Regions from separate parts of the Sus scrofa genome. Here all the other regions are linked to region 3. The links are chromatin contacts, called in public Hi-C and promoter capture Hi-C maps. All regions are on one chromosome and are shown on one strand. Each heading gives the region's core, a stretch centred on a gene start, on an enhancer-like site or on the middle of the called end of the contact. The rest is flanking DNA. Distances are from core to core; before and after follow the strand shown.

Region 1 (3,583 bases), core at 665-3,164, 73 kb after region 3:
TTGTCAAAATTGATCAAACGGAGCCTGTGCATTTCATTTATGTGAATTACACGCACTAACTGAATAAATGCAATTCATTTTCTATTTTGAAGATCTCATGGGAGCCAAACAGCTAAGTAATGGAGCACGAGTTTCCACAATGTAATGCAGTTTGGTGAGAATTTACACTGTACTGTGCGTTCTTGCACAGCTCATTCTTCCTTAGAAAAAGTGGTTTCAATGAAGAAGTCACTGTGATTCTGCACAAGTAACACATCACGAAGCGGGTGGAATCACTCTGACCAGTCAACAGGGGCTGGGTGCTGGCTGGACAACCATGTAAACGGGCTCCCTGGTAGGAAGCCTTGCCTGGATGACCACTGCAGGGGGCGGTGGACGCCACATACATACCGCTCCTCCAGGCTTTGCGGCGGCTGTGGCTGGAGAGGGGGGGTCGCCAGCTTTAAAAATCACATGCGCTGGAGTTCCCATTGTGGCGCAGCGGAAACGAATCCAGCTAGGAACCATGCGGTCGCAGGTTCGATCCCTGGCCTCGCTCAGTGGGTTAAGGATCTGGCATTGCCGTGTGCTGTGGTGTAGCTCGCAGACATGGGTCGGATCTGGTGTTGCTGTGGCTGTGACATAGGCTGGCGGCTACAGCTCCAATTAGACCCCTAGCCTAGGAACCTCCATACGCCCAGGGGGTGCAGCTCTAAAAGATGAACAGACCAAAAAAAAAAAAAATCCCATGTGCTGATCTTGTTTCTCCCACTGCCCAGCACAGCACGGGAGGACCTGCTGGATCTCCAGCCCCTCAGGGCAGGTTCCTGCCAGTCACTTTCTCAGCAAGCAAAGGGAGCAATGTGGCTCTCAGGACAAAAGGAGAACTGTGTGTGGCCCTGTTCATTAACATGTTTCTCAACCCGAAAGTCCCATCGTGCTGATGGAGAACCGATGGTGTACACAATCTGACTGGATGCAAAGTCTGTGTACGTGTAGGTGCTCCGTGGACTCCGCAGCCCTGAGAAGGTACTGATGGGAGGACCCCCGGAACTCCCCAGGGGGTTCCTGGCCGTGGGGATGCGGAATTCTCAGTACTGTGGTGACTAGAGATCATTCTTCAAGTGAATTACGCTTACCTTGCAGAACAGGGCGGTGCAGGGAGGGTCCTGGGGTGACCACCCTCCAAGGCACGTTTGCTCTGTCTTTGGGAGACGCACACCGGGGCGGGGTGGAGTGCGCGTGTGCCAGAAGAAACTTTCCGTAAAATTCAGATTTTATTTCCTTCTAGGAGCTTCTGCATTCAGATTATGGCTGAACAAGGCTGCTACGGGGGCGCGGGCTGAGGCGCAGAGGACGAGGCCCAGCGCTACCTCCAGCACCGCGGTGACCCTGAGAACACAGGACAAAGCCGGGCCACCTGAGCGCCCCGCCACCAGGGAGCTGCGTTTGCAGGAGCGCTGTGAGAAGCGCGTCCAAACCCCCCGATCTTAATGAACTTAAACTAGAACGTCAATTAAATCGTTCTGGTGACTACGCACACGAACCCCTGTTGGACGAGGCCTGACACTCCAGTGGCGATCAGCGAGCTGAAATGGGAAACCTCCTGGGACTCGCGGTTCCTCCCGCGCGTCCGGGGCGCCCTGAGCCGGTGGCGGGGCGAGGGGCACAGAGAGAAAGGGCGGCCAAACCCCGCCGCCCTGACTGCCCCGGCGGGACTCCGCACAGCCAGGGCCGCCGCAGTCCCCGCCCCCAGCCAACCCCTAGCCAGCCCCCGCCCGCCCACTCCCGGCCCCTCACTCACCCCTGCGCCCTCCGGGTTCCTCTTTCATACCCCCCGCCCTCCAGGCGGTCGCGCTGTGCCCCCTTGGGACTTGAAGTCTCTCAGCCCGGGTGCCAGGGAGCACAGCTCCCAAACCGGAACTACAACTCCCGGCGGTCCGCGCGAGTCTCCTCCCCCGGAGGGTTCCAGGCCAGAGTTCTCGCGAGATCTGAAGGTTCGCGCGAAGCGACCTGGGAAATGTAGTCTAGGGCCCTAAACATGGCAGCAGAAGTAAGGGAAGGACTACGCCGCCGTCCGGCGTTGCCAGGAGACCAAAGAGCCCTGCAGTCCGAGGCGTCTGCGTTCCGGTTTCCGAAAAGTCGCCCGGGTCTCCTCCGTCAACGCTCGGCTGGACTGCCCGTCGGTTTCCGGCGGAGTAGCGGTTCCGGAGACAGCACAGGGTTCCAGTGGCGCATCCTGGGGAGAGGCGCCGCAGTACCTGGCGACCGCTTCCGCCCTGATGCCAGTCCCGCGCCCGGGCGCGGAGGACGGCTGGCGGGGAAAAGGCCTCTGCGATGTTTGCGTCCTCTCTGGGGGAGGGGTTCCCCAGGAAGTACTCTGTTCCGGGGCTGCCGAGCGCCCCCCTGCGCCCAGTTCTGCCACCTTCGTGACTCATGCCGCTTTCCGGGCGGGCAAAGCCCTTCTCACGGAGAGGGGCGGGGTAGTGGGATACCCGGGGCCCGGTCTGCACCGAGGGACGGACGTGCGGAGCTGGTCCCGGGAGAGGCTTTGCCTAGGGAGAAAAGAGAGTAAAACCACCACCGCCCTTGTGCTTTGTGTATCTTTGGGTGCGGGGACAGGGGGCGGATCTTCCGCAAGGGCGGCTACTGGGAGAGCAGTGCCTGGGCGAGTGAGTCTGAGTGAGAGGCCTGGACCGGGAAGGGCACCCACACAGCAAACTGCTGTCAGCATGGGCGCCTGTAACACTGGCTCTCAGATCTCTCCCCAGCATCCTTATTCAACATGAATAAGGATGGACGGGAAAGAAGTGTGATCTCGGGTTTCTCTGAACTGGTCGGACTGGTTGCTCTGTCCACGAAAGCTCCACCCCGTGACCTTGTGCCTCCCAGGGACTGTGACTGTCCCCCACAGTCAGTCCTAAAGACTGTGGGTGTGGGGTCTAGGTGACAGGACTGTCTGGCATCCTGGACTGGTTTGTCCCAACAGGATGACACAGGGGAATTTCTTTCTTTTTTCTTTTTCTTTTTTTTTTTTTTTCGCTTTTTTTTTTTTAGGGTCACATATGGAGGTTCCCAGGCTAGGAGTCAAATCGGAGCTGCCGCTGCCAGTCTACATCACAGCCACAGCAACGCAGGATTCAAGCCACGTCTGTGACCTACACCACAGCTCATGGCAACACCGGATCCTTAACGCACTGAGCGAGGCCAGGGATCGAACCTGCGTCCTCATGGATGCTAGTCAGATTCATTAACCACTGAGCCACTATGGGAACTGTGACACACGGGAATTTCTGTGTGGTCTCAGGCTCTGCCTCTGAGCCGCCCCAGACAAGAAGAGCAGTGTGTGTCCTGCAGCACTCCTAACTTCTCAGGAAATGGGATCGCAAGTGTGCCGAGGAGAGGGCAGGACCCTGGGAGCGTTGTTTGAGTCGGGTGCAGATAGGGTTAGGGTGTGCAGGGGTGCAGGGCACGAGTGCTATTGGACAGGTGGCTCCAGGCCGCTCCCAGTCCCTGGGCTCCCTGACGACCACAGCTCCCTTCCTGGCTGGCTTCTGTGCAGTTGGTCATCTGGCTGAATCCTGCAGGTTCTCCTCCCCTTCTG
Region 2 (4,004 bases), core at 728-3,227, 110 kb after region 3:
TGAAGCACCTGCGCAAACACTGCTGCCCATCCCGCCGGCCTGGGTGCAGCCCGCACACGGCGGGGGCGGGTAGGGGGGTGGCAGGCGGCCTCTGCCCGGGCTCGGGCTCCCAGGAGGCAAAGGTGCCCCTGTCGGTGGTGGTGCCACTGGAGCATGGGCACCAGGAGGGGCCATCTGGGGGCACTTCCTAAGCGCCCACCTGGCCTGCCCCCGCCCGCTCTGTGGGGCCAGAGCCCGGCTGCCTCGCCTACAGGAGTGGATCGAGGTCCAAGCCTCTCTCAAGTTATCCCAGTGCTGGCAGAACGTGGCCCATGCCGCTCCGCCATCACTCGGCCTCCTCATGGGGAAACGCCGCACCTCCACCCGCATCTGGTGCCAGCCGGGAGGGGCACAAAGGCCGACCCTGGCGTGTGCACCAGCCCCAAGCCTAGCCTGGGCAGCTCTGCGTGCCCCCCACAGCACGAGAGCTGCCGCATCATTCACTCACTCACTCCTCCAGCCAATGCCCCGCGCCCTCCAGGGGCGGCTGTGCCCGGGCTCTTGGGTAGCCCTGAGCAAGGCAGAGACACCAGCCCGGAGGTGAGACCCACATCAGAGTGTGTGCGTAACTGACGCTGGTCCAGGCGCGTCCTGCTGGGTGGAGTGCAGGCCGGACTCTAGGTAGCAAGTGCCTGGGCCTCACTGAGAGGTCACCCTGAGCAGAGGCACTCGGGGAAGGTGCAAGGGACCTGGGGAGGCTGGGAGGAGGGGGTGAAGGGCCAGGCCACGGTGGGCTTGAGTGGGGACACCTGCCGGGGAGCAGGGACAGGGTGTCTTGCCTCAGCTGAGCTGGCAGCAAGCAAGTGCAGAGGTAGGGACCTGTGGGGGCCGTGGTGCTGACCCAGGAGACCTGGCAGTGGTCAGAGCAGATGGTGTCCCAGGCTGGATGCACTTTAAAGGCTTAGCCAGCCCTCCCGGGGTGGGGGTGGCAAAGAGTCCAGGGGGTGGCCGCCACCAGAGGGATGGAGGGCTCCTGGCAGACACAGGGAGGGAGCTGTGGGGGCCAAGAACACCAGTGCCTATCAGGTGAGGCGTACGCAGCAGGACATGGGGCTGGATGATGGGAACTCCTGGATTCGGTGGCCATGGAGTACTTTGGGGGGGACAGGGGTGAGAGGTATCCAGCCAACAGCTCACTCTCCTTGTCCTGGGGGAAGGAAATGGTATTTGCCCTGGGCTGAGCTGTATACCCCCAAGTCCATGACCCCAGTGTGATGGTGTCTGGAGGTGGAGCCTTTTGGGAGGTGATCGGGGTGAGGTGGGGCCCGTGCTGGCATCGGTGCCCTGAGGGCAGGAGCAAGACAGAGCGATACCCCCCCCCCCCCGGCTCGCACCACCCCTGCTCGCACACCAAGGAAAGGCCGTGAGGACAGCGAGAAGGTGGCCGTCTGCAGGCCGGGAAGGGCCCTCGCCAGACGCTGGGTCTGCCGGCACCTTGACCTTGGGCCTCCCAGCCCCTAGTTCTGCGGGAAGCAGCGTCTGGTCTAAGCTGCCCGGACTGTGGTGATTTGTTACAGCTGCCAAGCCGACGGATTCAGTATTGTACTTGCAACTCTTGTGTCAGTTTGGAATAATTTCACAATAAAAAGGGAAAAAAGTGTCATGAAGGAAAGACTTAGAATAAAACAGGGCCCCAAATGGTGCTGGGCACCCCCAGCCTCCTCAGGCCTGTGCTCGATGGGGCTGCGGGAGCCCTGGGGCAGCTGCCCCCAGGAGGGCCCAGTCTCCAGCGTTCCCTCTGGGCCTCCTGAGGTCCGTCTCCGTCGGAAGGGAGAGGAGGCCCCCCGCAGGGGTAGCACCGCCCCTGCAATTTGCCTGAGTCATTTCCCTCCCTGCTGAGATTTCCCTGCCAGATCCCTCCCTGCAGCTCTGGTTCCGGCAGGGCCTGGGATGGACTCCTGTGAACCCCAGGGCCCAGGTCCGCTGGCTGGGAGCGTGTACGAAGCTCCCCCGGCAGAGCCTTGGAAGGGCTCTTGGCTTGGTCTGAGGCACCCTGGTCCGGAGCCTCCCAGCTCCTAATGTTGGAGCGAGGCCTGGCCGGTCTGCTCCACCAGAATCCACCGTCTGCAGGCAATGCCTGGGCCACACCTAAAAGCTGAAGGCCTCCTGGCTCCCCAGATCCACCCCCTCCAAGGCCTGCTCCCAGGGCACACTCCCCCCACCCCCCCAGCTAAAGCCAGGCTTTGGCTATCTGCCTCCAGGGCCCCCCGTCTCTCAGCAGAGTCAAGGGCGCCCAGCAGTGGCCCCAACAGACTTGTGGAGGTAACTGCGCCTGTGCTGAGTGCCAGACCCGGCGCCCAGAAACGTTCAGGCCAAAGCAGACAGGAGGCCTCAGGGACCTCCGAGCTCCAAGCCCCCACGGAGCCCACCCACAGGCTGGGGTGGGGCGGGAGCCAGTGGGACCGCGGACACAGTGCCCCTTGAGGCCTCAGCCAAAAGTCAGAGGCCCCATCCTGCCCCGTCGCTGTCCGGTTCCTCAGCAGCCCTGACACCGCCACCACAGCAAGCCACTTCTGTCCCTGACAACCTCAGGACACCTGCCAAGGTCACGGTCAGACTCTTCAAAATACAGTTAAATAAGGGTTTTATTTCCAGTAGTTTCAGACGTGCCGAGCTGTTGCCAAGATGGCACCACAGCTGGCTTCTCCCACTGCTAACGTGTCACTAGCATCAGGGCGAAGCATCTGTCACGACGACCTCACTGGTTTCACTAGGATTTCCGGTTTCCCCGCACATCCTCTTCCCCCCAGGACCCCATGTGACACTGCGTCGCGGGCTGGAGCTCCTCCAGCTGGGACAGTCCCAGACGCCCCTTGCTTTGTGATCTTGGTGGCTTGCAGGCTGCCGGGCGGGGCTCTGCCCAGCCACGGGGACTTGTCCGATGTTTTCCTCACGCTCAGACCGGGTCGCAGGCGCAGCCCTTCCCACCTCACCACGCCACCTGGCTAAGGTTTTCCCACCAAGGGGGCCTTTTTCTATTGCTTGCATTTTAATTTCAAACATGTTTGAAATCCACGGCTCTGAGTCCTCTCTGCCCCTTCTCTGCCCACACACCAGAACCTGACCTGCTGGCTTTCAGATATGGGCAGACCCAGGGTGCCCTGGTCTTGGTGGCCAAGTGGGACAGAGGCTCTGAGAGCAGAGTGACCAGCTGCCGACAGTCCGAAGGGCTGACCACTGGGTTTGGCACTAGTGGCTGCTGAGGCCTCAACCTGTCTGAGAATGATGGACACAGGGTCTCAGACTTCTGGCCCAGGGTTTTCTGGACATTATGACCAGGTGCAGCCCTCAGGGAGAGGGGCCTTGGGACAACACAGGTGCTTCCAGGTTTCAGGTGCAGGAGGTCAAGGTCAAGGCCGAATCAGGCTTCAGAAGCATGCCGCCACCCTGGCATGGCCTGTGGGTATGCTGCCAGGCCCTGCCTGAGTGCTGGTGCCTGAGAACGTGGTCCAGGGCAGGAAGGCAGGGAAGGGGCTGCCAGGACTTGTCCAGGAGGGCCAGAGAGAAGTCTCCAGCGTGGGTTATACCTAACCCCGCCAGTGGGCACGTATGTGACCTCGTGTGAGGACTAGGCCTCCAGGACAGCTCGTGGGGCCAAGAAGGGACCTTGGCTGTGAGCGGACTGAGCTTTCTGGCTTGAACCCTCTCGCCCTGAGCTCGGGAAGGCCAGTGGGTCCTGGGCCAGCGTGCAGGTGGGAGGAGCTGAGGCCACAGGAGTGGAGAGAGAGATGAAAATGTGGGTGGGAGTTCCCGTTGTGACTCAGCGGATTAGGAACCCAACACAGTGTCCATGAGGACACAGGTTTGTTCCCCAGCCTCACTCAGCGGGTTAAGGATCCAGCATTGCCGTGAGCTGTGGTGTAGGTCGCAGACGCAGCTCAGATCCCACGTTGCTGTGGCTGTGGCGTAGGCTGGCCGCTGAAGCTCTGATTCAACCCCTAGCCTGGGAACCTCCATGTACCTCA
Region 3 (3,824 bases), core at 757-3,256:
GCTCGGCCCACGCCAGGCCCTGGCTCTGGATGTTGGATCAGGCAGAGGGCCAGCCAGAGAGGAGGACCCACAGGGAGAGCCCCCACCCAGGACTGAGGGAGATGCCACCTAGTGTTTAGGGGCTGCCCAGGGTAGTGACCAGTCTAGGACCCTAGCTCCAGCTGGGCTGGGACCCACAGTTTGTAGCAATGGGGTGAGCACCCAGGAGAGGCTGAAGCCACCAGACTCTTCTGGGTGGGCCTGCCAGGTGGAGGGTCTTGGGGAAGGGGGTTCATGAAGAGGAAGGAAAAGAAGTAGCCTTGACTGTGGCTTGGGGCCTTGCAGTAGGGCCAGGGTGGAGGGGAAGCCCCCAGGGAGCAGAGGGGCCCAGAATGAGCAGCTTGGGTCCACTGGAAGCTGCTGGAGAGCCCTGGAAGTTCGGAGCCCGGACACATGCATCTCTTCTTTGGAAGCAAACCACGGCCCAGCTGGGGGTCAGGGGGCTGGGAGGGCTGGGCTCTGGGGACAGGGTGGATGCCTCCCAGGGCCCTGGGTTAGATGGGGGCGCCTCCCCCTTGAGGCTCTCCGAGGCCTGAGGAACAAGGTCCCCTCTAGCTAGGGCCAGGCTTGGGGAAGGGAACAGCCCTATCCCCACCTCCCTCAGCAGGGTGGGGGTGGGAGGAGGACCGCCTCCTTTTCTGTAGGAGATAAGGACCTTGGATCCCACCCCAGACTCTCCAGGGAGCCAAGGCCTCACCCTGGCAAGGGGGACAGATGGGCAGGGCTTGAGCTACGATGACTTCTCCCTGTCTGACTCTGATCCCATTCTGCTCCTTGGGGCCTCAGAGCTGCCCCCGCCCCACAGGGCCCAGAGGGAAGGCTGGACAGCCACCAATCTGTGCAGGTTGCCCCAAGACCACCCCAAGACCCCTGCCTCTATGACACCTCCCCCAACCCCCAAAAGGCCCACAGCAGCCAAGGTCAGGGGGCACATCCTCCCAGGTCCACCTCCCTGGATGCCTCCACTTCATCCCCACCTGGGCTCTCCTGAAGGGGCACCTGCTGCTGGGTGGCACACCTGGTCACCTGCTCTATGCAGATGGCTTTCTTCAGTGTCTCCCCCAGGGCCTGCAGGCCCCTGGGAGCTCCTCCTCCCTGTCCTCCCGCCCGAGGAGCCACATTCCGAGCATAACTGAGACAGGTATGTGTCCCTCCCTCTGCGCCACCTGTGGGCGAGGGAGACGGTCTCTGAAGCAGCCTCTTGCCAGAGGAGACCCTCGCCCCTGCTTTGTCAGGGAAGCAGCCTGGGCTCCTCCAGTGCCAGCCGCCCACACACCACGAGCCTGCCCAGGCTGGCAGCTGAGCGGGCATCTCCTCCAGCCTTACGGTTACTATGCCCTGGTCTGGGCACGGCCCTCCCCTCCCCCACCTCATGAGGACTGGTCCTGGGGCCTCCCCTGAAGCCCCTTGGAGAGAGGGGTGCAGGCCTGGGGCCCTTCCCCCCACCAGGAGCCAGGAGCAGAGAAAGGAAGTGTTGTCTGCCCTCTCTGGGCCTGGCACAGGGACAGGGTCAGAGTGAGGCTGGCGCTGGTCCAGCGCAGCCCGGCCCAGCCCTGAAATAGGGGTCCTGGTGCCCACACTTGGCCTAGCCTGGCCGGCCCCCACCCTTCCTCCTGCCAGGCCAGTCGTCTAGGGCCTTCTGGAGGGCAGTCCTATAGCTCACGCTGGAGAGGCCCCGGGTCCCCCGCCACCGGCCTTGGCCTTGGTGCAAGCAGGTGTGGACGGCCGGTACGCCCCCACCCCCACAGGGACTGACCCTCCCCAGAGCCGAGCAGGGGCAGGTGGAAGTCCAGGGGGAGGTTTCCGGGCGGCTCCCTCGGGACTGGGATTGGCTCCCTCTGCTGTCTGGCACTTAGCTTCTGCACCCCCAGTTCCGCTGAGCCCGCCGTACCCCCCCCATTCACATTCCTCCCTGCTGAGGCGGGAGGTGGCTTCTTCCTGTCCGGGTTTCCCTCCTCTAGGCTGTAGGTTCTCGCTTCAGACCCGCCCAGGGCCCTCCCTGGCCCCTCCCCCAGGCAGGTCGGCCTGGAGGGGGCAGGCCCAGGCTGGAGGTTGGCGTCAGCGCCTTCTTCCTTCCCTCCAGCAGCGGGGGGCAGGGCATCTGCCCGGACCCCACCCCCACCCCCACCCCGCTGTGCCCTCTTCTCCCCACCTGGGGCTCTCCTGTAGGAAGGCTTCGGGGAGTGGACTCGGGCCCACCCGTGCAGGCAACCGTCACCACGCAGTCCCCTAGGGATGGGGGCGCGTGGGAGTGGGCTTTGCTCCTGAAACCAAAGGGTTTTGGGTCCTGTCGCTCGGCCAGGCAGTGCTCCTTTAGGGCAGAACTGAGCTGGTGGAAACAGCTCTTGGCTTTTTCCAGACCCCACCCCATCTCTCTGGTCCTACCGGGAGAACAGCCCCACCTCCATCCTCCCCTGCAGGTTGGAAATGGGAAAAAAGGCTCTCTGGAAACTTTCCTCCCTTTTCCTCCATCTCTGCTGTCCCTCGCAGCAGTCTCTGTGTGTGCTGGCACCCAGCACCCAGCACCCAGGCGCAGCGGAGGAAACGGCTGGTCTGGGTCTGAGGCTACAGCCCCCTGCCCACGAACCGTGACAGGCTGAGGAGGGGGGAGTGCAGAGGAGGGAGTGGCCCCAGACTCAGGGTTCTGGATCTAGCCAGTGGTCATTCTCACCAGCCCCCCGCTGCAGTCCAGGCTGCCCTGCTTCCTCCCTGAAGGGTTAACCCCCTCAACCCCTGAGAGCAAAGCCTGCTCCCTCTGCCACCCCCACAGGAGAGTGGAAAACAGCTGCCAAAACTGGCCTCTCTCCTGCCCCTGCCGCGCCACCCCGGTCCTTTGCCTTCACCTGTGGGACCCGGTTGCCCTCCCTCCCCCACGAGCTCTCCCTTGCCTAGAGGTCTGGGGGTCCGTGGGAAATGGGCTCCCTTTCTTGTCCTGCTGTGCCAGCCCAAGGAGCTCCTCCCGGCCGTTGGGATGGGGAACTGGGGCTTCTCCGCGCAGGTTGGGCTGGCTGGGCTGGCAGCTGCAGGCACAATTACTGAAGTAGCCCCAGTAGCACTTGACACCCCAGGGTCCCTGGAGGTGCCCACCTCTCACCAGAGAGAAAAAGGAATCTCAGAAATGAGACAGCGCCCTAGTGGCAGTTACCTGATGACAGTGACACAGGTCATCTGAGGAGGGTGCTGTGCCCCCATGGGCTACACTGGGGCTCCAAGGGACCTGTCCCAGTCCCGGGCTGTGGCTCAGAGCTGGGGAGGGAGTGACCTAGGCCCCTGGTAAGGCTTCCAGTTGGGAGGAAAGCTCCCCTTGAAGGGGCCTCTCCCCCCAGAGCAGACCCTGAGAACTTCCTGAGGAAGGCCCCCTGCCAGGGGCTGCTTACAGCTGGACCTGGGAAGGGAAGACGCCCCTCCCAGCTCCCCTCCCCCTGTGGTGGAGACGTGGGAGGGGGGAGCTCTGTGTCCCATGGGCAGCCAGCTGTTTGCAGCTGTGTGGCCTGCACGTGTGCAGGTTTGTAGGCATGTATGCACACGTGCCTGCAACCTCAGGTGTACTAGTCTGCACACCATTCTGGCTGAAACCCCAGCTGGTGACCTGTGCTTCCTGCCACCCTTATATCCCAGGGCTCAGCCTGGGGCGGGGACTCTCTAGGTGCTCTGCCAACAGGCTGGTCATGCGCAACCTTACAGGGCTCCAGCCCTCTGCCCTCACGTGGGTCCCATCTCCCCAGTGTCCAGCGGTGCCCCCCTCCCACCACCCATACCTGGCAGAGGTCTGGGCACCTCGCCCT

Evidence for each region. Promoter capture Hi-C pulls out the DNA fragments that hold promoters and counts their contacts. Hi-C and Micro-C count contacts between places; a contact is called where the count stands out from the background.
Region 1: a promoter capture Hi-C map of liver shows a contact between it and region 3, with 4 times the contacts expected there. The contact joins the promoter of RNF223 here to the enhancer-like site in region 3. A contact is called at or near these places in 1 of 5 promoter capture datasets (liver), 8 of 47 Hi-C or Micro-C datasets (fetal heart ventricle, heart right ventricle, liver and 1 more) and 2 of 2 datasets of contacts at active chromatin or transcription factors (alveolar macrophages and skeletal muscle).
Region 2: a Hi-C map of epiblast stem cells shows a contact between it and region 3, with 1.7 times the contacts expected there. The contact joins two enhancer-like sites. A contact is called at or near these places in 1 of 5 promoter capture datasets (liver) and 2 of 47 Hi-C or Micro-C datasets (embryonic fibroblasts and epiblast stem cells).

The regions. Positions count from the first base shown.
Region 1 is chr6:63,442,843-63,446,425 of Sscrofa11.1, forward strand. It overlaps RNF223 (RING finger protein 223), which reads right to left and starts at 1,915. Exons shown (of 9, transcript XM_021095183.1): 1 at 1,784-1,915. LOC106509643 (a long non-coding RNA gene) reads left to right here and starts at 2,023. Exons shown (of 3, transcript XR_002344844.1): 1 at 2,023-2,161; 2 at 3,567-3,583.
Region 2 is chr6:63,478,089-63,482,092 of Sscrofa11.1, forward strand. It overlaps LOC110261078, which reads left to right. Exons shown (of 2, transcript XM_021095191.1): 2 at 1-3,802. Among named protein-coding and RNA genes, the nearest start is that of MIR429, 12 kb to the right of the region's middle. Within about 2 kb of position 1,978, at least 31 of the 83 cell types and tissues checked have an H3K27ac peak or open chromatin away from gene starts, as enhancers often do. A contact at or near this core is called in embryonic fibroblasts, epiblast stem cells and liver, where this site is marked.
Region 3 is chr6:63,370,190-63,374,013 of Sscrofa11.1, forward strand. All of the region lies in intron 2 of AGRN (agrin), which reads left to right. Among named protein-coding and RNA genes, the nearest start is that of AGRN, 6.1 kb to the left of the region's middle. Within about 2 kb of position 2,007, at least 46 of the 83 cell types and tissues checked have an H3K27ac peak or open chromatin away from gene starts, as enhancers often do. A contact at or near this core is called in alveolar macrophages, embryonic fibroblasts, epiblast stem cells and 1 more, where this site is marked.